Regions from separate parts of the Mustela erminea genome. Here region 2 is linked to region 1. Evidence: chromatin contacts called from public Hi-C data. All regions are on one chromosome and are shown on one strand. Each heading gives the region's core, a stretch centred on a gene start, on an enhancer-like site or on the middle of the called end of the contact. The rest is flanking DNA. Distances are from core to core; before and after follow the strand shown.

Region 1 (7,099 bases), core at 277-2,776:
CGAGGGACTTGCACTGTAGGGCTCAGTTGACCAGGATCCCCGATGCTCCCAAGCCTTCACAGCAGGTGGATCCGGTTGCGTAGAATGGACACGTTAAGGGCCCCTGCCCTAGGGGTTCAACCTTCTGGAAGGCTGGCTTGGGGTTCCAGCATCCCATATAGTTCACTCTTGGGGTCTGGGTGATTTCTATCTACTTATTCAGGAGTTCAGGCCTTCTGAGGGACCTGTCTCAAGTTCTAGCTCTTGTCAGGGTCCTGGCCCTCCTGGAGAGCCTAGCTTCTTCAAGGTCCTGCCCCAGCATCCAGATGTTCTCAAATGACCTACCTGGGGCCCTGATCATCCCAGGAGCCTGTAGCATGGGATGAACCCTCCTCCTTAAGGTACTGTCTCAGGGTCCTGGCCTCCCACTCGGAAGGGGCTGTATCAGGGCCTCAGAAGTGCTCACAGGACTGTTCCAGGCTCCCAGCCCTCTTTGGGGCCAGTCTTGATGTCCTGGCCCTCCTCAGTGACCCAGCCCAGGGCTCCAGCCCTCCTTGGGTCCTGCCAGATCCTGGGGTCTGGCCCTCCTCAGTGACCTATCTCAGAGTCCAGCCCTCTCTGGCTCCTGTCCGTTCTCAAGGTCCCAGTCCTCCTTGGTGACCCGTACTGGGGTTGGATCCTCCTGGATGACCCATCCCAGGGCTGGACTCTCCTCGGTGACCTATGTCAGGGTCCGACGCTTCCTGTCTGGTGGGTTTGGGGTCTAGCCCTCCTCTGTGAACCGTTTCAGGGTCTGGCCTTCCCAGCTGGCCCGTCGCGGGGTCCGGTTCTCTCCGGTCCCTCCCAGATGACCCGTCCCGGGGTCCGGCCCTTCCCCGTGACCTGTCCCGGGTCCCGGCCCCGTGGGTCCGGCCCGTGCCCGGAGCATGCCGAGCCATGTCGGGGCTCCGCGGGCACGGCCGACGAGGGGCGCAAGGGCGCGGGCCGGGGTTCCGAGCCTTCCGGGCCCACACACCGGCCGAGGCCGCGGCCTGAGGAGCGGGCGCCGCGGGCCAGGCCAGGCGGGGCGCGGACTCACTGACCTGCCGTCTCGGCTGCGGGCTAGCTGGGCGCACGCGGGGGCAGCGTCGGGAGTGGGGGGGGCGCCGCTCCCTCCGGGTCCCCTCCAAGAGCAGGAGAAAAAAACCCGTCCGGAGTTTAAAACAAAGAGGCGGAAATGCCCGAACGGAGCCGAGCGGCGAGTCGGGGGCGCCGCGCATAGAGCATGCGCGTTGCGCGGCCCGGCTCCCACCCCGCAGCCGGGAGGGGGCGGGGCCAATAGGGGGCGGGGCCCGAAGGCGCGGCCGGGGCGTGGTCACAGGCGCAGGCGCTTTTGCGCAAGGCTCCACCGAGGGAGCGGGAGCTGGGAAGGTGCCGGGGGCGGGGCTCGCAGAGGAGGCGGGGGATTGCGGGGGCGTGGCTGGAGGGGGCGTGGTCCGCGGGTGCTGCGCCGGAGTTGGGGAAGCGTCCTGCTGCACACAGGACGCAGTAAGCAGCCGGCGCTGAAGCTAGCGCCCGGGTCGGGACGTTCTTGTGGCAGAGTCGGTCTTGTTCTTGCGATCCAGTCCTTTCTGGGACCTAGCACCGAGCGCTCTCCGTGCACCAGGCAGGACAGTGGGCAGCAGGGCTGACCCCGCAACTGTGTGAGTCCACCCTTGCACCGGTTCTGCCCTGGAACTGTAAGTAGTGACTGTGACGTCCCTCCCTCTGTGGGTTCCACACCTTGGCCCCGGGGGGAGGCAATAACATAGGGAAAAATAAATCAGGTGTCATGTGGGAGCCATGTAAACTGGGTCGGGGAGGCAGTGGATGTGTGGAGTGTTACAATAGGGTGGATGGGCACGTAAGGGACATAGAAGGAGCTAGCCAGAGAGGCACAGAGTAGGAACACAGAGGGAACGAGCCCTGCAAATATCTGGAGGTGGAGTTCACAGGCAAGCTGTCCTGCCAGCACCAAGCTGCAAAGTGGGGGGACTAAAGGTTGCTGGCCAGGGGCCAGCATGGAAGTCAGAGGGCATGAGGCATGGAGAGGGAGGAGATGAGGTCAGATGGAGAGGTCCCTGGGCATTCTGGGCAGAGCAGTGATGGCATGGCGCTGGCACGGTAAAACCTTCCTCCATTTGTTTGTCTTGTTCGTCTGGCAGAAGCGGCACAGAAGGCAGTGCAGGGGTGAAGCCGTGGTGCTGCCTGGGTGGTGCCCAGGAGGGGAGGAAGTGTAGACTGCTGGGGCTCAGCCTGAGAATAGGCAGGATGGGTGAGGAACAACGGGAAGGGTGGACAGCCTCTGAGAATCTGGGGATGGTGATGGAGTGCAGGAGAGTGGGGTCAGGAATGCAACTGTCATATCCATTGGACTCCCCGTGGTGCTGCTGTGAGGCTGTGGGCTTCCGGAGTATAGTCTGAGTTTGCAATGTTTGGAGATGGATGAGTGAGTCCAAGGGATGAGTGAGGAATGAGGGTACTGAACCTCTGCCCACATGGAGAAATCAGCGAGTCCAGGAGGATCCAGCAAGAAAGACCCTGATTGAGCAGACTTGGGAGGAGGATCCCCAGGGGTGAGTGATGTCTGGTCAGCTGTTGAGAGGGGTATGGGGAGTGGGACTCTTCTGGGACTTTGACGAGCACAGTGTGGATGCATTGCCTAGGTAAAAACTGAATTATTGTGGGCTCAAGGGAGAAAGTAAATACAGACAACTTTCCAGGTGTTTTGCTTTGGAGGGGCTTCTGGGACTAGAAGGCTGTTTTCTGTCTGGGTCAGAGCCTCAATGGTGTTGATGGGGTACAGGGAGAGATGACCACATTGGAGAGAGGGAAGGCTGCCTAATCTGAAGTCCTCACCTGGGACTGGGGACTGGATCTGGGGTGGGGGGCTCTGGGAGCCCTTTGCACTTGGGGAGGAAGACCCTGATGCAGGGAGTGGGGCCTGGGCAGCATCTCGACCAGCTGTTTCTCTTTTCCAGTGAGATGGCAGCTAAATTGAACTAGTCTGCAGTGGAGGTCTGGGTAGCAGAGGTGGGGATAAAAGGCCAGGAACAGCCCTGGGCACAGGGCAGTAACCCCAGGAATCTGATGGCCCTCTGACACTGTAGCCATCTGTCTGCAAATGGGGGAGAGCCAGGGTGTGTGCATGAGGCATGGCTACAAGTCTCTCTCAAAGAGTGGAGACAGGGCATCTGCCCTGCCTGCTCTCTCCAGGGACTTCGTCAGCAACAACACCCCAGACCTGAATCCTGGGTTCCTGTATCCAACTGTCTGGCCACTTTTCTGCTGGGCTATCTTTAGAGAGCTCAGGCTCTGGTATCGTGTGTCCACTCCTGATCTCCCCTCAAGCCTGCTACTCACATGCATCATGTGTCCCTCCAGTGAACAGCAGATATCATTCCCACCAGATTCAGGACACAACTTGGGGCTATACAGGTGACCTGCTTCCTTCTATCTTCCTCATCTCAACCAATAGCCACTCCATCTTTTCTGTTACTGGGGCACAAATTCTTGGACTCATTCCTGATTCCTCTCTTTCTCTGTTTTCTCATGTCCAATTCCTGGGGAAGTCATTGGGCTCTATCTTCAAATATGCCTTCACCCAACCATGGCTCTTGGACTCTGCCACGCTGCCTTGACCTAAGCCTACCTGTTCTGTCTGGGTTGTTTCTGCAGCCTCTGGCCCACTTCCGGTCTATGCTGAACAGAGCAGTTAGTGAGCTGACCCTTCGAAACCTAAGGCAGAGGGTGCCAGGCCTCTGCTTACCAACCCTGGGGCTGCTCTAGGTCTCCAAGGTTCTGCTTTGACTCTGGTCTGGCCTTGGATACTCTCCCCCACTCACTTCTTCCAGTAGCATGGCTCTCCTGAACATGCCTGCTCTCACATTCAAGGCCTAGCAGAGCCGCTCCTAGACCTGGGTGGTCCGTCCTCATTGCTCATGAGGTTCCTCCCTCCCTCAGGTCCACTGAGCCCTCTCCTGACCAGTCTGGTGCTGGCAAAACACTGGCAAAAATGTGTAAAAAAAAAAGCAGATGAAACATCATCTGTAACAGAAACAACCAGAGCCAGCCAGCAAGGCCTCTGGAGTGAATGTGCTCTGTGCATCTGACGGCAGCTGTGGCAGGAATAGCAGACACCTGCCTGCACCACCACAGGCCACCCACCACCAGGGAGGAGAGACAGGGTGTGCTGCTGAGAGAGGCAGGGTGCAGGGGCACCTGGGGGGCTCCGTTGGTGAGGCCTCTGCCTTCCGCTGGGGCTGTGATCTGTGGGTCCTGCGATGGAGACCCTATCAGGCTTCCTGCTTCAGGTCCTCCTGCTTCTCCCTCTGCCTCTGCCTCTCTCTCCTGCTTGCACACTCTCTTGCTCTCTCGGTCTCAAATAAATAAATAAAATCTTTAAAAAAAAAAAAAAAAAAGGTAAGCAGGATGGAGACAAGTGTGTGCAGACTGCTGTGAGTCATCCCATAAGTGAGGGTTACCGTGCGCTCTGTGTGCCTGCCTGGGTGAGTGTCCCTGTGGGCTGCAGCTGGCCAGTGGCAGCAGCAAGACATGTCAGAAAACAGAGAGAGGTAAAAACAGCAAAACAGCAATCAGATGAGCTGCGCTGACCTCACACACACACAAATACACGTCTGTCTATACAACAAATGGGTACCCATTTCCAAGGGACACCAGAAAAATGTGGTAATTATGTCATTCCGCACACAAAATGTCATCCTGTAAAATGCACAGAAGAATCAGATACTAATTTCAACCCCACAGGGGAAAAACTTAGATACCCATCTCATACACACAGAGAAATTAGACACTCACATCTCCCTCTCTCTCTCACACACACAAAACACTTACCTTCCACCTCAGAAGGCCATGCTAAAAGATCCATCATGCCATATCCGCAAAGAAAAAATTAGGTACCTGTTGAAGTGTTTTTATTTTTTAAGATTGATTGATTAATGTTAGAGAGAGAGAGAAAGAGAGAGAGAGAGCAAGCAAGGGGGAGGAGCAGAGGGAGATGGAGAGAGACTGTCCACCGTGCAGAGAGCCTGACACTGGACTTGATCTCACAGTCCCTGTGGAGGTATTTTTAAGAAAGTAAATCCTGTTGAGAGGTGGTTCCCCATGAATTTCTCAGGTTTCTGTTTCTGCCTGGTCCAGGTCCTGAGAGCAAAATCACTTACAGCCTAGTTAAGGATGTTTGTCTCAGAGACATTCCGGGGGAGTCAGGAACAATGCCCATCCCTTCTTTTCCCTGGAGATGTACTCACATTCCAGCATGAAGGTTGCTCTCTCTGGGAGGCAAGGTGGTATGAGATAAGAGTGTCCTGTGTCAGGCTTCTTCTCTGGAAGTGCACCCCAGGGCACGTGCACGCCATCTGCCCGCCCCTGGAAACGAGAACTGTAGGAATCAACACAAGATGTTACCGTAGCTGCAAGGAACAGGTGCTGCTCACCCCTGACCCAGGTCCCGGAGTTCCTGCATACACATACATGTGACCTGGGTAGGCTCGCTTCTGAGCTCACAAGTAGAGCAAAATCTCAGACCCAGCACAGCTTCTGAGGTAACGCAGTCATATCTCTCTCTCTCTCTTTCTCTCTCTCTCATACACACACACACACACACACAGTAGAAGCACTTCACAAACTACACACTAAAGAATTAGATGCCTGTTTTCCCATTTCACCCTGCTACGCATATACAGGAGACAGAGACCCATCTTGCACCATACATATCAAAATCCACACGGTCTTACATAACACAACATGAACACATACTAGGTACCATTTGGTATTACATACACACACACACACACACACACACACACACACACACACACATAGGTGAACATCAGCCCATGCACAGTAACATTAGATGGCTACCTCTCTCTCTCATATACATACTAGATACTACTCTACACCATGCACATACAAAAAACTGTCCACTTCACTATGAACGTACAGAAAAAGTGAGAACTCAGATCCTTCCTCTTTTTTAGCGGACAGAACAGGTCTGAGTAACAAGAAAAGAGTTGGACCTCAGAGTTCTTCGTGAAATGGGCTAGCCAGCTGGGGCTGCAGATACTCGTCTTGACTTTGTGATGGAATGAGCCTCCAAGGCTGACTTCCCTCCACTGTGGGAGAGGCAGAACAGATCAGGAGGAGGCAACCCCAAGGGGCTTTTCTCTGGTGGGGACCAACTGGAACGCAGACCACAGTGACCAGAGACTTTCTTCCTCTAACGAAACAGGTTCACATTCCAGTGCACACTCCCTGATGGGCCACCCATATGGATAAGGCTGAAGTCACAGCATCCTTTTTGAGGCAGTCTGAGAATCTAGACTCGGATTTGCTTACTCGGTTCCCTGCTGTGGTGCAGCATTGATGCGTGGGGGCTTTCAGCAGCCGTGAACTTGGGGAAAGCAGCATGGGGTAGACATGAGTAAAGATGTGAGTGGGAGGGTGTGCGTCTGGAATCTGAAGGCTCAGAGGCTCATGTCCAGGATGCACATTGCAGGGCAGGGTGGGGGGAGTGGGCCACCCTGTGGAGAACCTGCTGGACAGGACAGGGGCAAGGCAGAGAGGTCACCCATCCCACACACTTGTCTCTTCTTCCACTGGTGTGTGCTGGCCCCAGCCTGTTCCAGGGATTCGGGAATGGACAGACTGGCTCCTGCCCTCAAACTGCTGACATACTCTTGAGAGGAGCAGATAAAAGCCAAGTAAAAACCAAACAAGCAGGATGGACTGTGAGCATCTCATCATCTGAGGTGAGATTTCTTCCCCAATATCCTCAGCGAAGAAGGTGTTCCTGGGCTCCATTCTTGGCAAAGGGCCTGCTCTCAGTTGCTTATTTTTGAACAAGATATTGTTTGGGGAAGACACAGTGGCCTGAAAAAGCCTTGATTAATGCTACTTTGGGATGCTAATGGGAGTCTGTACTTGCTTAAGAAAAAAGGAGATAGGGACGCCTGGGTGGCTCAGTTGGTTAAGCAGCTGCCTTCGGCTCAGGTCATGATCCCAGCGTCCTGGGATCGAGTCCCACATCGGGCTCCTTGCTCCGCAGGGAGCCTGCTTTTCCCTCTGACTCTGCCTTCCACTC
Region 2 (7,655 bases), core at 2,823-5,322, 68 kb before region 1:
CCCTGGATCCCTGCGGTCTGTGCTGCGGGCGCCCGGCCCCCCACCCACCCCCCGCCCCCGGGACCAGCCCACGTGCTCCTCTGGGTTGGACCCTCCCCCAGAGCCTGGGAAGTCCCTTACTGCTCCCGCCCTTCACACCCACCCCGCAGTGCCCAAGGCCAGGGCCACCGAAAGGGCCAGCCTCTCGACCAACCCTGGGTGCGCCGTCCCTGCGTTGGTGGGCGCTTGTCCGGTCCCAAACTCAGGAGCACAGCCATAGTGGGGGGAAGGCGGGCGTGCAGGCTGGGAGAGGAGCTGGGAGGGGCGAGCAGCCTCACCCTTGGGACAGGGGTGGGAAGACCACCCTCCCTGCGGTTACACCTGGGCTGCAGGATCTCTAATCTTCCTGCTGAAGGTTGCCCACCTCCACCGGCCCCCCTTCACATTCATTGTCCATCTGTCTCTCCCTGTCCTTCACTCTCCCTTCTCGGCCCACTCCTCTGGAAGGCTTTGCTTCTTAGAAATACCAGGACCCGGTTCTCTTCTAAACTGAGGGAAACAAAGCAATAGGCCTAGGGGGAGATTTCTCACCCCCCCCCCCACCTGCCCCCCCCCCCCCCCCCCGCCGCCCAGTGCGGAATACACGCTGACCCTCACACACCCCTGTAACTCTGCCCCGGAGTTCGGAGTCCGAGGGCCCGGCCACCCCCCTCCCTGGCTGCCACCTCTGATCTAACCCCTGGAGGCTGCTCTGAATGGGGGGATCCCCTGCCGCCTCCCTCTGCACCCCGCCGTCCCCCTCCCACCCACCCCCCCGCCCCAGCGCTGGGAGGAGACGCAGAGCCCTCGCAGGAGTGCGTGCATCTGGAGAGGAGTGTGGAGACAAAGGCCGCCCCTGGCCTCTTCCGCAGGGTGCAGGCCCCCCGAGGTGGGGCCTGCCAGGAGGCCTTACGATCGGTGGAGGCGGAGTTTGACGGGTACCACCGCGGGCCTCCCGAACCTTCCTTGTTCCTTCATCCTTGTTTTCCTTTGCATCACGATCTGTTGAATCTCAGGTAAATGAGGTCTTACGTGTTTGGGGAGTTTCATCGTGACAGAGCCCGTTGACTCGGTGCTCGGGCCCCTTTCTGTCCCGATCACTAATTCATGGTGTCCACGTGTTGCGGGCCCGGGGCACGGCCCCCGTCGCTCTTTAGAGAAGCCATATCAATAGACCGCAATACTAACCGCGCGCCCCTGCTCTGCGACGGGAGTGCGTGTGCCCGCGCCCCCGCGCCGCCCCGCTGCGCCCCCGCGCCTCCGGCGTCCTCCTTGACTCCTCCTGGTCCCACGTCTTTTTTAAATGCCTGTTTTCACACTTTGAAAAGCCAGCTCTGAGCAGACAGGGCGTTGTCTCGTAGAAACCCCGCATCCCGTTCCCAGCGCATGGGGCGCCCGGAGCAGCTGAGCTTAGCGTAGACTGTGGGTGTCGTCCGTCCTTCTGTCTTTGCGCCTGCGCCTCCTCCTGCATGTCGGAGGCCGTCGCGTGTGTAGTCTCTGGATGGAATCACAGCCAATAAAACACCACAGTGATTTCATTCCGTGTGGCCCTTCTCTCCCGACTCCTGATCCTGCCTAGGCAGCCTGGGGTCCCCACTGGAGGGGCTGGACCCTGCTGGACAGATCTACTTCCACGTCCTGCCAGATAGGAAGCACCTTCCCCTGTCACTGGGACAACAGCAGGGTCTCACCACACCCTGACCCAGGTCCCCCCCTGCTCTCTAAGGCAGCCCTAGGGTACCCATCTAAGAGGCAGACCCACCCCTTTGGGCTCCCTTCCTTCCTCTTCCCTGCCCCCTCCCTCCATGAATCTCCCACCTTCACAGACCCCTTGACAGTCCTTGCCTTCCCCACAGATATGCCAGGCCCTTGAGGGTCCAGCTCCCACTGTGCTGGGCACACTTTTGGCCAACCCCCACCACCCTAAACTCCTTCACAGTCTCTAGTCTGTCCTTTGGTGGCCGTCACCTCCCTGTGTCCTTAGGGAGGCCTCTGTGCCCTGCCGGGGCTCTGGGTCCCACACCCCACCAGGGAAGCCTGCCTCTCTGGGCCAGGCCGGGTGAGGGGCCCATGAACCCTGGGCACCCTGACCCAGCCCAGGGAACGGCCTGGCTCTCTCCCTCCTGGGCCCCCACCCATGTCCTTCCCATCCCCCAAGCCTACCTCAAGGCATCATAACCGCGGTTCTGCTTGTAACCCCAGAAAGGACGCGTGTGGCCTCTGCCCCCCCCACCCCCCAGCCCCACCGGCCTCTCTCCAGGGAGCATCTGGGTCATCTGTCTTCTGTGATTCTCCTCATACTGTTGGCCAGAAATACTTTCAGTAAAACCTGCCCAGTCTTGGCAAGTAGAAAGAGTGCCCTCACCCCCTACCCCTGCCTTCTGCACCCCTCCCCACACAGAGCTGTGCTCTGTGAGTAGCTCTAGAGTAGCAGGCCTTTGCTTCTGCCTCAGGGGCAGGTGTTGTCAGCAGACCTGCCTCTGGGGAGATGTTGGCCCCCAGCCCCGTGTACCGCTCCGTGTGCCTTTTGGCTCCTGAGGAAGGAGCAGCTGTCTGTCCTCCCTCCCTGGATCCAGAGCACTGACAGAAGTCTTTACAGACAACTCTGTGGCTTTCGGCTTTGCATTCCCACCACAGGATGGCCACTTATAGAAGGGCACTGAAAACGGCACCCACCATTCAGCCTCCACTCCCCCCACCACCCCGGCCTGGCGGGGATGAGGCTCAGTCCTGAGCAGCAACCTGAATCTGCTGGGTGACCTGGCACTCCTTCCCTCTGGCCAGCCCCTCCCAGCAACCTCAAGTGATGGAGTCTGAGGACTTCAGGTAAAGCACTTGCTCAGCTGATGTTTATTCAGTCCCTATGATGGGCCAACCTCAGCTTTATGCACCAGGGATAACTGAGGTCCCTCCCTCCTGGAAGTGATTTTTCCAGTGGCAGGAACAGATGATAAACAAAAACATAAATCAAGTGGTGATTTCTTCTGTGGAGGAAATTGAGTGGATTAAGGGGGCAGAAAGGATGGTGCGGACCAGTATTTCACCTCTGACGAGGTACAGAGAAGCCCTCGGGAGAGGAAGAGGGAGCTCTGTGGGACTCCCATGGGAGAGCACTGCAGACAGAGGAACAGCCATGTCCAAGGCCCTGAGGCAGGAGGTGCCCTGGGCCCTTCAGAACAGTGACCATAACAGCAGCTGGCCTTGCTCCAGAAGCCAGTTCTAGATCCACACTGACTCTTAGCAGAGTCTCCTTTCCGTCTGGATGTTTAACTCTTGACAAAGCAGAGCACACATGGATAGGTTGCACCCTGCAGAGACGTTCTCCCGCTCTGGCTCTGCCCACCTGCAGCTCCGGCCAGCTCCTGGCTCTGATGACTTCCTCTCCCTGCTCCCTGCCAGCAGCCAGAGATTTCCTGCTTCCTCTCCTCTTCAAGGAACTGCTTGACTCACAAGCCATTTAACTATCAAGGCTGTCAGTGCACAATTTTAAAGGTCTGGCAATTAAGGACCGTTTTGTCTAGTTCGGCTAATCCGCGGCTAGACAAGTCCTGCTGGCCACGGTCGCGGCCAGCGGGGCTCAGCGAACCCTGAGTCCGGGCCACCTGTCCACACAGTTTGGAGCCGTCTCCACTCCGTCTCAGCAGGTCCCCTCAAATCTAGGGAAAGGAGGGAGTCCTGTCGCGGAGGGGCGGGGGCGGGGTGGTTAACAGTCTAGCTTGGGCTGGTCCCAGAGGCGGGACCGGGAATGGGGCGGGGGTGGGGCTGGGCTGGGGGCGGGATTGAGGGACAGCGACGGGGGTGGGATTGAGGGACAGCGGCGGGGGTGGGGCTGGGCTGGGGGCGGGATTGCAGCCGATCTTGGGGGTAGGCTCGTGTTGGGCTGGTGGTAGGCGCCCGGGCTGTCTCAATGCGAGGCCAGTGTCGACCACACGTCTGCGTGGTCTTACGCGTGGAAGGGCCTCAGGACAGTCCCCTGGCCCAGAACCACTCGAGGTGTGCGCTGAGACCAAGAGTTAGGGGAGCCAAAGCCCCGCCTGCGGAGCGTGGCCGCGCCCCCGCACGCCCGGTCCCTGTTCTCGCCCTCCTGGCGGGCCTGAGCCAATAAGCGCGTGCAGATCGACCTTCCGCAATTGGCTCCGAGATGGTCACGTGCCAGGAACCTGGCCAATCAGAACCGGGGAGACGCCACCGCGCTAAACGCGACAAGTCCCGGGACGGTCTTGGGGTTCAGTCCCCGCACGGCCTTTCTGGAGCCTCCGCAGTTTCTTCCCGAAGTCTTTCCGGAGTTGTCCCGGTGTCCTCTGCAGGCTAAGTTGGGGCAAGGAGGGGACGGCCTGGGTCCCTTGAGCCCCCGCCGAGGAGGCAGCCCCTGGTTCTGAGCTGGGCGCTGACTGGAAACTGGGAGGCCGCCCACCGGACAGGGGACACTGGACAGACCCTAGACAGGGGACACGTCCGGGCTGCCACGAGCGGCGCATCCTCGGCCGCGACAGCAGAGTCTCTGCCCCTCGCCTAGGGAGCCGAAGCCAGGCGGGGTGGGCTCATCCTTCCCGCTGTCCCCGCTCGGCCCCCAGACCAGGCAGGGCCAGGCTGCAGCCCGTGCGGGCGAGGCCCAGGTGGCCCCAGCTGGCCAAGCAGAGGCCCACACCTGTCTGAGGGCAGAGCCTGGGAGTAAGGGGCTCCAGTGGCCAGTGCTGGCTGGCGGGCTTCGCTCTGCAGCCTGAGGCTCAGGGAAGATCCTTCATCAGGAGAGTGGGCTCAGCCCGCACGCACCCAGAGTCCTGCGCTGTTCAAGGTGCTTTTCCTGGAGGTGCAGCTGGCCGCGCCTCCCTGCTGCTGGGCCCTGCCCAGGGCTGCGCATCGTTCCCAGTGGGGCCCAGTGTGATTTCTCCCAGCCTTCGAGGTTGAGTTGATTTTTGTAAAACAAAGCGCTTTCTGGCACCTCAATTGAGTGAGTCCCCAGGGATTTATGCTGCCCAGGGGCAAGAAAGGGCTTTGCAGAGAGAGAGAGAGAGAGAGAGAGAAGTGGTCTGGCCTGGCCAGGGAGAGGCCTGGAGGGAGGGACGGGATTGGGGGACGGTATAGTAGAAGCTGTGGGTGCTGCCTTCTGGCAGCAGGAGACCCAGGAACTGAGAAGCTGGTGGGCAGAGAGGGCAATCCCAGGGTCACAGCTCCTGCTTCTACTAATTGCCATCTCTGAAGTTTCCTATGCAAAGACAGTTCTCAGAAAGGCAAACGTTAACGTGTTACTTCAAGGCCAACACAAACACTGACCTTTGATTTGCTTTCAGAACAAACCTTTAGTGCAGCAGCCAAGAGAGGAAGGCCTCGTGCTCTGTGTCCAGTTGGCCAAAACTTTGATTCTCTCGAAGGAGTCCATCAGTCAGAACTTCTGTCCACACATGTTCACTAGGGCCTGACCACCAGTCTCAAGGAGGGGGGCACAGCCCATTACACCTCCTGGCTCCCACCTCACCCACCCAGGACTGGGCCCAGCTGCAACTTTGCAGCCAAGATGGACCATTGACTCTCTGCATGGGTTCTCCTGCGGTTGACTCTTTATACATGGGGCAGAAATAAAGTTAAGTAGATAATAATAATTCCTCACTAGGAGAAATTCACCTATGATTGGGGCTGGAAATATCCAAAATAAGCCTGGTAGCAAGGAAATGCTAATTAGCAGACATGAACCCACAATGGCATGTCAAAGTGACACAGCAGCAGCTGACCAAGCTTGCTGTGACTGAAGGCTGAACATTTGGAACAACAAGTAAGAGAGTGTTGGGTTATAACAACTACAGAATAAAGATTCGTTAGTCCATACAGATATAAGAGAATGAGTAAACACCATGGGGAGGAGAGCTAAGTCTGCCATGTGGGATTCCAACCACATTAGGTAGACACTGCCTTCAAGGAGATGGAACAAACTCTCACTCGGAGTGTGGGCTGCACATGGTGACTTCCCTCCGAAGAACACAGTATGGAGACGGGGTGAAAACAGCAGCTGATGGTGGAGAAGGCCTACGGGAACACCACCCCCAGGTCAAGGGCAACAGTACAGTGATCCATCATGTTGAGAGTGCCCTCGAGGAGATGTGATGAGAAGGCTAACCATGAGAAGAACATCAGACTAACTGCAGTTAAAGGATGTTCTACAAATTAACTGACAGAGCACTCCTTAAAAATGTCAAGGCCATAAAAAACAAGGAATGTCTGAGAAAATGTCATAGCCAAGAGGAGCCTAAGGAGACATGACACCTAAAAAATATGGTATCCTCAATGAGATCTTGTAACAGAGAAAGGACACCAAGTAAAATCTAGGGAGATCTGAATAAAGAATGGACTTTAGGGGTGCCTGGGTGGCTCAGTGGGTTAAAGCCTCTGTCTTCGGCTCAGGTCATGATCCCAGGGTCCTGAGATCGAGCCCCACATCAGCCTCTCTGCTCAGCAGGGAGCCTGCTTCCCCCTCTCTCTCTGCCTGCTTCTCTGCCTACTTATGATCTCTGTCTGTCAAATAAATAAATAAAAATCTTTTTTTTTTTTAAGATTTTTTATTTATTTGACAGAGAGAGAGAAATCACAAGTAGGCAGAGAGGCAGGCAGAGAAAGGAGGAAGAAGGCTCCCCGCGGAGCAGAGAGCCCAACATGGGGCTCGATCCCAGGACCCTGGGATCATGCCCTGAGCTGAAGGCAGAGGCTTTAACCCACTGAGCCACCCAGGTGCCCCTAAATAAAAATCTTAAAAAAAAAAAGAATGGACTTTAGTTAACAAAAATATATCCATGTTGGTTCATCCACTGTGGCAAATGTACCCACCATTCTCATGAAAGATGTTAATAATAGGAGAAATCGAGTGCAAGAATATGGGGATACTGCACTACCTTCATAACTTTTTGTAAAATTTATTTTATTTTATTTTAAAGATTTTATTTATTTATTTGACAGAGAGAGAGAGCAAGCGCACAACGAGGGGGAGTGGCAGACAAAGGGAGAGAGAGAAGCAGGCTTCCCACTGAGCAGGGAGCCTGAAGTGGGGCTCGATCCCAGGGTCCTGGGATCATGATCTGAACCTAAAGTAGACACTTTACCGACTGATATACCCAGTTGCACTGTAACTTTTTTTTTAGAAATTTAAAACTTCTAAAATTATAAGTTTACTTACAAAATTAATCTGGAAAAGGCAGAATCCAATTCAAACACCATTAAAACCAGCAGCTAATGAAAGACACAGAAGAGAAGGATTCAACCCCTAACCAGCTCACCTGCCTACAGAGTGGAAAAACCGGGGCCGGACAGTCCCAGGCTTCCTTCTGAGTATTCTCACTGTTCCTGCACAGGCAAGGGGGGAGCTGCTGCATGGAGACAGGTGACAGGGAAACAGGGAAGAGCAGGCGGATCCCTAATGGGAAGGAGGGGTCCAGAGCTCTGTCCTCCTGGGGACCATTCGATGCTTTGCTGCCCCAGGCCTGCTGGGTGGGGTAAACACTGCCAGTGTGCCTGATTCAGCGTGCCATCTCAGCCAAGCGCAGGTGACTGACCTGGCCCCCCTGGACTCGCCCAGCCTCTTCCAGACTCGCAGGCCACAGAGGCATGCAGGGTCACCAAAGCCCCACAACAATCCGATGTGGAAGAAAGAG

Evidence for each region. A called contact is a pair of places that touch in the nucleus more often than the background predicts.
Region 2: a contact with region 1 is called in a Hi-C map of spleen, with 2.5 times the contacts expected there. The contact joins the enhancer-like site here to the promoter of PCGF3 in region 1. A contact is called at or near these places in 2 of 3 Hi-C or Micro-C datasets (skeletal muscle and spleen).

Annotation. Positions count from the first base shown.
Region 1 is chr2:97,183,882-97,190,980 of mMusErm1.Pri, reverse strand. PCGF3 (polycomb group RING finger protein 3) reads right to left here and starts at 1,526. Exons shown (of 9, transcript XM_032333517.1): 1 at 1,062-1,526. The coding sequence starts at 1,238. It overlaps LOC116584770 (a long non-coding RNA gene), which reads left to right and starts at 1,357. Exons shown (of 3, transcript XR_004283324.1): 1 at 1,357-1,697; 2 at 6,635-6,767.
Region 2 is chr2:97,253,643-97,261,297 of mMusErm1.Pri, reverse strand. It overlaps CPLX1 (complexin-1), which reads left to right. Exons shown (of 5, transcript XM_032333519.1): 5 at 1-1,556. Among named protein-coding and RNA genes, the nearest start is that of CPLX1, 38 kb to the left of the region's middle. Within about 2 kb of position 4,072, the one cell type or tissue checked has open chromatin away from gene starts, as enhancers often do.